Linked DNA regions of Gossypium hirsutum: regions 1 and 3 are each linked to region 2. Evidence: chromatin contacts called from public Hi-C data. All regions are on one chromosome and are shown on one strand. The core of a region is the stretch at or near the end of the contact, and the rest is flanking DNA. Distances in the headings are between cores, read along the strand shown. Region 1 holds the start of LOC107930111 (putative tRNA (cytidine(34)-2'-O)-methyltransferase). Region 2 holds the start of LOC107930121. Region 3 holds the start of LOC107938342 (nuclear transcription factor Y subunit A-4).

Region 1 (3,447 bases), core at 562-3,061, 330 kb before region 2:
TCCCCTTTGAGATAATACCCTGAAAAGAGCATACAAACCAGTCTGTGGATTTTTTATACCTGACTCTAGAATCATTACCTACATAAAATGGAAACAAATGGCTTAAGAATGTCAGTCATACAGAATAGGGGAGAAATACAAAAATTTGGGTCAACTTTCCTCTGCCTATTGTTTTTCTTTCCTTTCCATATTAGAAAATCTATATACTAAATTTCATAATCCTAATGAAAAACCCATCAACCATGTGATGCAAGCTACAATATAACAAGATTAAACATTGATATAGTTTGAGTTGCGAGACATAAACTTATGGGATAAAATGAAGCAAACTACTCACATCAATATCACTTGTTGGTAAATAAAGCCCTACCATGAACAACTTAAAAACTTCTGGCTGCAAAGCAACAACTCATTACCATTTGGCATTGTACACTATGTATGCATCTTTATATGTGTGTGCTTTTGTGCATGAGAGAAAGAGAGGCCGCCAATCATACCTTGCAGGCAGGCCATATGTACTTGATAACATCAAAAACAGAATGCACAGCTGCATCACGTGCTGCTTGCTCTTCGGGAGTAGGGGATAGAAAATCACAAAAGTCCACTATTTCTGCAACGCCCACCATGGTGGGAAGTATTAAAATATGCCCCATCTGCCTCAAGACCCACATCTGATTCCCCGGTGGTTCAAAAGATGCCACATCTGCCTCAAGACCCACAGCTTATTCAACAGCTTATGCCCTTGTGATTTGTTGCTTCCAAGGTTTTCGATTGGTCTTATTTCTACCCGGGTTTCAAGCCATCGTCTCAGTCATGGCCTAAGATAAGCCAACATTGAAAATGGCTTCTTCAACATTGAAAATGGCTTACCGATTTCAAAAGGGGAAGGGGAAGGGGAAGGGGAAAGGGGAGAAGAAGTGTCAATTTCCGGAAAATGTCTTACCAATTTCAAAAGAGTAAGACATTTTCCTTAAAAAAAAGCCCTCCTTTTCCTGTGTTTTGTAAAACATTTTACCCTGGAAAATCATTTTCAAGCAACCAAACATCAGAAAAGCCTGAAAATCTTTTACGGAAAAGCTTTTACAGGTTACCAATCGGACCAGGATAAAAGGGACGCAGTCGATCTAGCCGCTGATGGGTTGGGTTGGGGTGGGGTGGGGTTTATATAAAGTATTTAGATTATTTTTTTTAAGTCTAGGTCTAGCTTAAAAAATAGATTTATTTTTTTTGTTTAAATTTATTCTGATTTAAGAAAAAATAAATTCAGTCCGACTTGATTTATTCATATTTAATTTTTCTAAAAATATAATACACTAGTTAAAAGATAGAAAATCATTTGGTATTCTAAAATGAATGAATAAAAAAATTAATGAAGGAGTTATATCAATACAATTTATTTTAAAATAGATAACATAAATTAGTACTAGAGCAATGGTAAAATAGACTCAACCAACACTATCTGACTCAAAATAAATAGAATTTAGATGAAAAAAAATATTAATTCATTATCTAATTAAAGATTAAAATAATTTTTTAACACATTAAAAAATAATTATATTAAATGTTTTATTATATTAAAAAATTAAAATAAATATAATAAATATTTTATTGAGCTAAATATAAATTATTATTTTTCTTAGATTTTGTACAATAATTATTGAATTAATAATTTAATATAAATATAAATATATATAATTATTATTTAATATATATAATTAATATAATATTATTTTATAACATTGGGTTGGGTCTGGAGAAAAATATTTACTCAAAATCTAACCCATATAAAAAAATGATCTTAAATTTCATTTAAATCTATTTTTCGAATCTCTCGTATTTTGCTTAAACTCTTCTGGCGGATGAGGCGGCCCAAGTTCAAGTCGATCTCTCGATTGAGCAAAGAAAAAAGAAAAGAAAGGAGACCTGTATCTTGTTAAGATTGAGTGGAAGAGGCAGAGGGAATCGTCGTTTTGATCTGAGCCACCCAGCCTTCCTTTCCAACCAGGGAAAAACCCTTTATTTTATTTTATTTTTTAGTTTTATAAAGGAAGGAGGACATTAGGAAAGGTAGCAGGCCAAGGCCAAGAGGGTTAAAGAGAAAAAGAAGAAGAAAAACTGGGTTATTTACTTAGTGATAGTAATTAGTAAGTAATATGTATTAGTGAAGTTATCCAGTGATCCCACCCAGAGAGAAAGAAAGGTCAAACCCAATAGGTGTAGCATTTTATCTGCATTGGTATCTGTCTCTCTTTTGAGCGTAAGAGCAAGAATGAGAGCAGTCCCATATTATTCCCAATCCCATCTTCTTCAAAGCCTAAGACATATTAACAATACTTCTTCTCTTTCTTTGTTCCCAAACTTTCGCCCTTCTTCCCTACGCATACCACGCCTCTCTTCTTTCTCTAATACCAGGGCTGACACTCACACTAAGACTAAGAGTAAGACCCTTTTCTCTCTCCACTGATATATGTATATATGCTTGTTTTTTGGTCTTAATTAATTAAGTTTCTTAATTAATTAAGTTCACTGCCTTTCTTAATCTTCTTTCTTTGTGGGCTGGGTTGTTGCTGAAGTTGAAACAGGAAATGGGAACAACTCTCTGCCTGCCCCTGACCCCCAACAAAAATTGCTTCAAGTCGTCTTAGTTTCTCCTCAGGTATCTACTGTATTTTTCATCTTTAACGTGTTTTAGCTCATATACAAGCACCTCTACTTAATTGTTTTCCCTTTTCTGCCCTTGCCCATCCCTTCAGATTCCTGGAAATGCAGGTTGCATTGCAAGAACATGCGCTGCCTCAGCTGTTGCCCTTCACCTTGTTGGGGTATCTTTTTCTCTTCTCTTCTCTTCTCTCTTTTTTGTTTTACTTTACTTATTTTTGCCAACCTTGACCTTTTATTTAAGATGCTTCTGCTGTTGTATTTTTTCAGCCATTAGGATTTAAAGTGGATGATACTAAATTAAAACGTGCTGGACTGGATTACTGGCCGTATCCTCCCATATTTGTGTTCTTTAGATACCTTTTTTCCTGCTGAATGAAATGCATGGACACCCTTTCTCTCTATTTTCAATTTAAGATTCTATTCAAATTGGGCACTTCCTAATTGTTCATCAGTTCATAGTACAGTTTGGCATATATTTTTCTATCCTCGCAAACAAGTTTTCATATATAAATTATAGCCTCAAAGGCTTCCCATTTAGCATAGTTTACAAAGATTGACCCAAATCGCATTTGATCCACTTCATTTTCCTTACAACTCTGAAATATCTCCTACTCTCCTGTTTTGACCAATAACTTGATGTCAGATATGTTGTTGTTAGAATACATGGCTCATGGGCGGAGTTTCAAAACTATTTCAAGCAACAGGTTTTTTCTCTTCCTGTCCCAACAATGGATTAGAAATGTTCCGTATCTTTTGTCATTAATTTCCTCCAAATATATTTGTTCC
Region 2 (3,214 bases), core at 122-2,621:
ATTAATTAAAAATAAAAAACTTAAAAATAATATATTTACTAATTATATACATTAATTAAAAATAATAAAAAATTTGAAATAACATAAAATAAAAAATACATATTAAAATGTTTATAAGAGGAATCAAACTTAAAACTCAAAGATAAAATCACAATTATCTAACCATCTAACCAAAAGAATTAATATGTTAAAAATATTAATTAAAAAAGAAGAAGCTTAAAACAACATGGAATAAAAAATATAAATGTGAGTAGGAGAGGAATTGAACTCGAAACTCAGGGACAAAAATATTAACATTTAACCACTTGGCCGAAAGAAATTTTGTCTATTTTTAGTGAAAATGTGTCTTACAGAATGTATTTTCAGCTAATGTGACTGAAAGCGTACTATGTAGAACGCGTTTTCCTTTTTCTCTAAATAAAAACAATAACATATATAGTCAAATAAAAAAAATTTCTCCAACATATATTAAAATTATCCTATAAAAGAGTAATGTTGAACATGATAGAAAAAAACATGTGATTGTTTTTGGTGGAGAGTTAAAGTCTGAATCCTAATGTGAATGATGAAACCCTAGCATCTTCAATTATTAAAAAGAAGTTATGTAATTATAGTGAGGAATGAACAAATAATAGTAAAGCGTAAAAGATTGAATCTTAAGTAAGATTCTGGCATAAAAGAAAAAAAAAGCCGTTGATTTGGATCTAGGCAACAACCGAAGTTTACTCATCACATGCCCTTTGGCACGTGAAACTAAACTAAACAAAGCCTTTCCATTTTCTTTTAGGATATATTCTTCGGTAGGGATCACAATACAGCTTCCGCTCTATCTATTTTTGTTTTAATACATAATTTTATATTGTAATCAATACTCAATATTTTCGCTAATTAATTAACTTTAAATTTAATTCACGTAATCAAATAAATTATTAAAAAAAAGTCAATTCAATTAATATTTAATCTAATTTATGAATCGATTCATTTTCAATTTAACCAAACTAATTAATTAATTCAATTCAATTTAAATAATGCTGTTACATACAAATAGAAAATGAAAAATTAGAAGAATTTAAGATTTATTCTATAATATGCTTGGTTTTTTTTTCTTTTACAATTAAAAATAATAAATGTTAATTTCATATATTGAATGGAATGGAATAAGTGGTGGCAGTTGGTACCCAAAAAATATCATTCTGCCCTACCCAGCCTCTGTTATTCCACAAACCCACACTGGAAGTGGTTTGCCATCCCTGGCCATCAAGACCAAGTAAACTACACACCGATTATTAAAAAAAAAAAAAATCCCCAACGGTCAGAAGAAACAATAAATTCTAATTAAAAATGAAGAAAAAGGACCCCACTAACGTAACGTAATAACGTTCACTTTCACTCGCACTTAAGAATAGAAACTCAGCCTATTGACGCATTTTTCCATCTCTCTCTGCCCTCCTGCTAATCCCCTACTTTTTTGGCTTTCGCATAATGGAACCAGCAAAAATCGACTGGACCAGAATAGACTCCCGCTTCGTTGAGGACTGCGTTTACGAACACATCAACGCCCCTAAATGGGTTGATTTCTTGGCCCCTGACCCTCACCAACCTTCCATCGACGATGATGCCTGGTTCTGCACTCCTGGTACCCTTTCATTTCTCTTCTTTTCCCTTTTCTCCTCTGCCCTCTCACTTCATTTCTTCTTTTTTTTTGTAAACTTTTTCTTATCTGGATACTGCAGACTGTAACCATCCCAAGACTGCTGAGGATTTCCTTCAACCCTCTCCTCCTTCTAAGGTTTTTATTCTCTGCTTTTATGCCTCTTTCCATTTAGTTCCAGATACTACAATGCTGCTGCATGTATTTATGGACCATTTGTCTCATTTTTTGTTTTGTTTTTGTTAATCTTTTGAAGCTTCCACGACGATCAGTTCCTGGCGGTGGAGCTGGAAACTTCCCATTTCGGGAATTGAATCAAGGGTATTTACTAAACGCAACTTAATTACCTTACAACATGTCTTGGTTTCAAGATTCTGTGTTTTTTTTTTCTTTACATCTTATTTCCATTTTTGGGCGTTGTATTGTTTTCAGAGATGCCAAATTGAAGAGAAGAGGGCAACAAACTCAATCTTCTAGTTTTTCAAAGTTCGACGATAGTGAAAACCATAACCCAAATTTATCAACTCCTCCTACTAATCACCAAGCTAAGTCTTTGAAAGCGGCAATCAAGTCCAGCAGTGAAAAAAATAAACCCATTATAACAGATGGTATACTCCAGTCCCAAAGTGACGAGATACGGTCTCTGAAAAGTAGTGCGTCAGCTAGGAATTTGTTTGCTGGTAGGGATATACTGAGTCATATAAGTGAGTTTTGCAACGAGTTAAAGAAATTGGCAAGCAGGGCTAGGGAGAAAGAGAGAGAGGAAAACACTCAAGATGAAAAGACCCAGGTTCTGGGTGAGTTGGACAAAGAGAGGAAACCATTGCTTGAATTGGGTCAAGAGAAACAAGGCATTGCTAAAGAGAAAGAAAAGATGAAAATGTGAGTATCACTTATGTGAAAAACTAATTTTAAAAGATCTTTAAGTTTGATTCATGTTGAATGATATTGTTGCAGAAACAGAAGCAGAACACATGGTGATGAGGCAGAGAACATGGCACCCTCTAATATCTCACTAAATTTGGAGGATGTGAAGCACAAAAACAAAGGGGAAGAAAGGTTACTGCAAATACGGACCAATCCACCCTCTCCTCAGTGCTTTTCTGCCCCTACCAAAACAACTGCCACCCCTTCCAAGGCTTCCAGATCCAGACTTATGGTATGCAACTAGTTGCTTCAGTATGCATGCTTTTTGCTTTGGGTATGATTTGTTTAGTTTATATTTGTATATGATGTGTCCGTAGGAGAGGGGAATCCTTCAAGAAGTGAAGCAAAACAAGGATATGAAGACAGAAAAAGCAGGAAGCAGTGTATCTTCTTGTTCTTCTGTTATTAATAATGTTAATGTTACGGATGGAAGACAAGCAAGGGCGTTGGATGTATTTTGGTTCCTCAAGCCTTGCACAATGTCTGAGTAAACAAAACTCAAATGTCTTCATTCTTTCATTCATATGAGTGTCAGCTATGTAGCTTTCTCTCTGTTTAATAATTGTATTGAAAACCCTTTTCAGTGAATAAAAAGCCAATATCATGATTCTTTATTTCTTTCTCTCTCGCCTTTTT
Region 3 (3,602 bases), core at 834-3,333, 270 kb after region 2:
GTGTAGCAATTCACGTTTCCATGCTTATAAGTTGACGCTTGTACTATATATACAGGGATCAGTCAAAAGACAAAGATGACACAGATGAGGAGCGCGAGAGGAGCAGAGAAAAGAGAAAAGGTTTGGGAGTTGCCATCAATGGTCCTTTATCATTCATTTTCATAAAGTTATTGCTTACCTTCTACAACAAGAGATCATTATTGTTACTCTAGTTCCTAATTCCCCCACACCCAAAGAGCAAGTCACCCCCTGCTCGTAATTACTCAATTGATTCAGAATTAATAGTCAAGAACTTTAACTTTCAGGAGTCAAGTTACATCCAGGGCAAGGAGGCTTACATATAGTTCTCTATGTTTGATCCTTGCACACACACATAAACTGAGGAAACACATATGCAATATGATGTGTAACTTGTTGGTATTTTCCTGTTAGTACATCTGAAATATAAATACCGGGAGAATGAGTAGTAAACCGGAGATAGGCCTAGACATCTTGACTGTAATAAATTAGGTAAAGTGTGGTGGATGTGGCTGTTGGCTAACTGTCCCGGCAAGTTTTTAGAATTGTGTTCTTTCTATGCTACAATTCATACTCAGATTTGCTTAGGTTCGTTAAGCTAAAAATAATCCCCTATCAAGGTTACCGAGTGTTGTAATGACTGATAACTTGGCTTTGTCAATCCGGCCTAGCTGGGGGAGTAGAGGGCACCCTTAGGCCTTATATTAGACCATTAGTTTTCACATGTTTAGGTACACCTGAATTCAGATGTGTTCATTGTCATTGTTATTTTCTCCATTCTTTTTTTCCAGGTAAAAGGGCATCATCTTCAGCTATCAATCATGAAAGTGACGATGGTGACGAAGACTTTGATAAGTACCTCGAGGGCATGTTTCCATGATTGTAGGTGAGACTCAGGTGAATTAAGTAAAAGTCTTGTAGAGTAACCCTTTTCTGTGCTGACACCGTAGTGGCCTTGGGAGAGTTGGTAGCGACATGCTGAGATACCAATTTCAGTTGAAACTTGTAAATTTGTTTTTGTTCATTCTGCTGCTCAGCCTGTAAATCGTAGTAAAAGCTTTGCCTATCAACTCACCAAATAGAGGAAGAGTGGTTATCTTACAAAGGCTGCTAAAAGAATGTGAAAGTTTTTTAGGTGGTGTGCGATGTTTTCTTATGGAGAATGGAGTTTTATTTATTAATACAAATGAGGTGGGTGGTTTAATTTTGTTTCCTTTATTAGTAAAACAAAAAGGGAAAAGCAAGGCTTTCTTTTCATTTGCATAGCGTAAGAAGTGAGAAAAAGTAAAATCTACATCTACATTACATATGTGTCGATGATGATGAGAGGGCCTCTAGTCTGGTGATGTTGACTAAAGCGCAGCAATCTTTTTAATACAATATCAATTCCTCCATCCATAACTGATGCTAGTAGTGTACTTAGTTTGGTAGTTGCTACTGCGTAGCCTCTTACCCTGTCTCAACTGTATAAGACATACCTACGCTTTCGTCTGCGACTGCCTCGACGTTTACACTCTCTTATTATTTTCTACTATTTTTGAAAGGGAATAAGTTCTTTGGTTTAGTTGATAATGTACAGATTTGGATCAAGAAAATTATTCCACCTACAGTTAATTGTTTTGGGGGGTGTCTTGTTACCTAGGATGAAAACAATAATGGCGTGGTTAAAGGGGGACATAAAACGCCGTTAAGCAAGCGACGATGGTTGGCAAGTGAAAAAGACAGAATGATAAAAAATAGTAAGAACGTGGCAAGATCTAAATAACATGGACCTCAACGATGTCATCCTGATCACACGACACGTGGTGTGTGCATAACATGTGTCACCGCTGTCAACCATGTCTCTCTGTCCGGTGTCCACGCCACTCTTTTTTGTCATGTAATAAAACTGGAATTTAATAATAATAATAATAAAAGAAGAAGAAGAAAGAGCGCCTCTTGGAATCTGTCTCGGATCCAAACCCAACCCTAGTTCTAATTTTGCCATTTTCAACAGTTCCTTGGATCTGTATAATCGGGTAATGAGTATTAATTATGAAAAAAGGGAAGAAAAAGAATTGAATAACACTTGACAAAAGCTCCTCAACCAGAGTTGTATGATTAGAAAAAGAAGGAATTGTAGCTGAAGCTTTGCTGAAAATAGTATGATCTTAAAAAGAAGCAAAAGAAAGGAGTCCACTCCACAGCCGTTGGAAAAAAGAGATGATGACAAGTTGAAATTCCCACTGCCTACTTATTTGCTTGACCCACTACCATAAAATCATCTCCACCCACTACTTTATTTTTATTATTTTATCTTATATGTACCCGATAACATTGTTTGATTTAAGTATTTCCCACTATTTAACCATTTTTTCTTTTTTAGGAATATTTAATTACAACGAGGTCTTTTTTACATTTATATACTAATAATTAATTTTTAGGATTTTATTTTTATATTTTATAGAAATTTAAAAGTTAGTTTAATTGTTGATAAAAACATGAATTTCAATTATTAGTTTTTATTAATTTGTTACATCTAAAATTCTAAATTATTGATTTTTGTTAATTCCTTATAAATTAATTTTTAAATCAGGTTTAACAATGCTAATTAATTGGATTAAATTTTTAATTTTCATAAAATATATGTAAAAAAACGTTGCAATTCATAATTATATTATAAATATAAATATTCGAAAAAGTATAAAATAAAGTAATTTGTGTGATAAATTAATCTATTTGGAGAAATTTGGAAAGGTTCGTAGTTACAGCTTCAGTTTCTACCTTATAAAAGACAAAAAGTTCGACATTTGTGTCAATGAAACAAATAAAAACCTCTTATTAAAATTTTAAACATATAAATAAAGATAATTTATTAAGCTTGATAGATTTGTCTTTCTCTATGTCTCTGTTATGGTTGCAGAGAGAGAGCCAAACTGAATCAATCTCTAGGCATTTGCTTCTCCAATTCCAATCTTCTTTTTCTTTTTCTTCTTTTACTGTAAGTTCTCTGTTTTTATCCTTTTTTAAATTTATTCTCTTAAAAGATCTTTCTTTTTCCTGTTTTTGATTCAAAATTTTCGAGTCATCTTAGGGTTTTAATTTAGCATCTTGTAAAAAACTTCCCTTTTTGGTTTGATGTTATGGGAATTTGCTCTTTTGATGAGAAATTTGGAGGAGATAAGAAGATTAGCATGAATTGTGGGGGGTGGAATTAGAGATAACCAGATGCAAAATTAGAAATTGAATTACCCTGTTGTATTAAGTTCGGCTTGATTTTGAATAAGATTTCGAGGATCAGTTTCTTTTTTAGGTGCTAGTTTTGATTGTCGAAGTTCTAAATTTTTATATCAGTTGAACTTTGAATTAATGGAATGATCCACCCGCCTTCATTTTAACATAAATTTTAAAATTTTCCTGTGAGAATTTTCTGATGTTTTTGTGTTATGCATATGATTCATGTTTAATCAATTAATCTTTTTTTTTATTTATGAATTTTGATGGAAGTCAACATCAGATTTGCACATAAGTTATGTTATATTAGATGATAGTGAGTGGGAAGTTAGTTGAGATCATTGTTGATTTTGGTTCTTCTTCTTTTTTCT

The links. Hi-C and Micro-C count contacts between places; a contact is called where the count stands out from the background.
Region 1: a contact with region 2 is called in a Hi-C map of leaf, with 2.5 times the contacts expected there. The contact joins the promoter of LOC107930111 here to the promoter of LOC107930121 in region 2. A contact is called at or near these places in 2 of 34 Hi-C or Micro-C datasets (both in leaf).
Region 3: a contact with region 2 is called in a Hi-C map of leaf, with 2.5 times the contacts expected there. The contact joins the promoter of LOC107938342 here to the promoter of LOC107930121 in region 2. A contact is called at or near these places in 3 of 34 Hi-C or Micro-C datasets (all in leaf).

The regions. Positions count from the first base shown.
Region 1 is chrA08:108,619,569-108,623,015 of Gossypium_hirsutum_v2.1, reverse strand. It overlaps LOC107930111 (putative tRNA (cytidine(34)-2'-O)-methyltransferase), which reads left to right and starts at 1,811. Exons shown (of 9, transcript XM_041074372.1): 1 at 1,811-2,438; 2 at 2,583-2,656; 3 at 2,754-2,822; 4 at 2,929-2,987; 5 at 3,305-3,365. The coding sequence starts at 2,270. It overlaps LOC107930081 (terminal nucleotidyltransferase 4B), which reads right to left and starts at 1,202. Exons shown (of 7, transcript XM_016861645.2): 1 at 498-1,202; 2 at 1-78. The coding sequence starts at 671.
Region 2 is chrA08:108,291,891-108,295,104 of Gossypium_hirsutum_v2.1, reverse strand. It overlaps LOC107930121, which reads left to right and starts at 1,371. Exons shown (of 6, transcript XM_016861688.2): 1 at 1,371-1,636; 2 at 1,734-1,789; 3 at 1,908-1,972; 4 at 2,084-2,533; 5 at 2,609-2,810; 6 at 2,896-3,192. The coding sequence starts at 1,483. The coding sequence ends at 3,069.
Region 3 is chrA08:108,019,676-108,023,277 of Gossypium_hirsutum_v2.1, reverse strand. It overlaps LOC107938342 (nuclear transcription factor Y subunit A-4), which reads left to right and starts at 2,083. Exons shown (of 7, transcript XM_016871460.2): 1 at 2,083-2,998. It overlaps LOC107938335 (protein FRA10AC1), which reads left to right. Exons shown (of 11, transcript XM_016871448.2): 10 at 56-120; 11 at 810-1,222. The coding sequence ends at 898.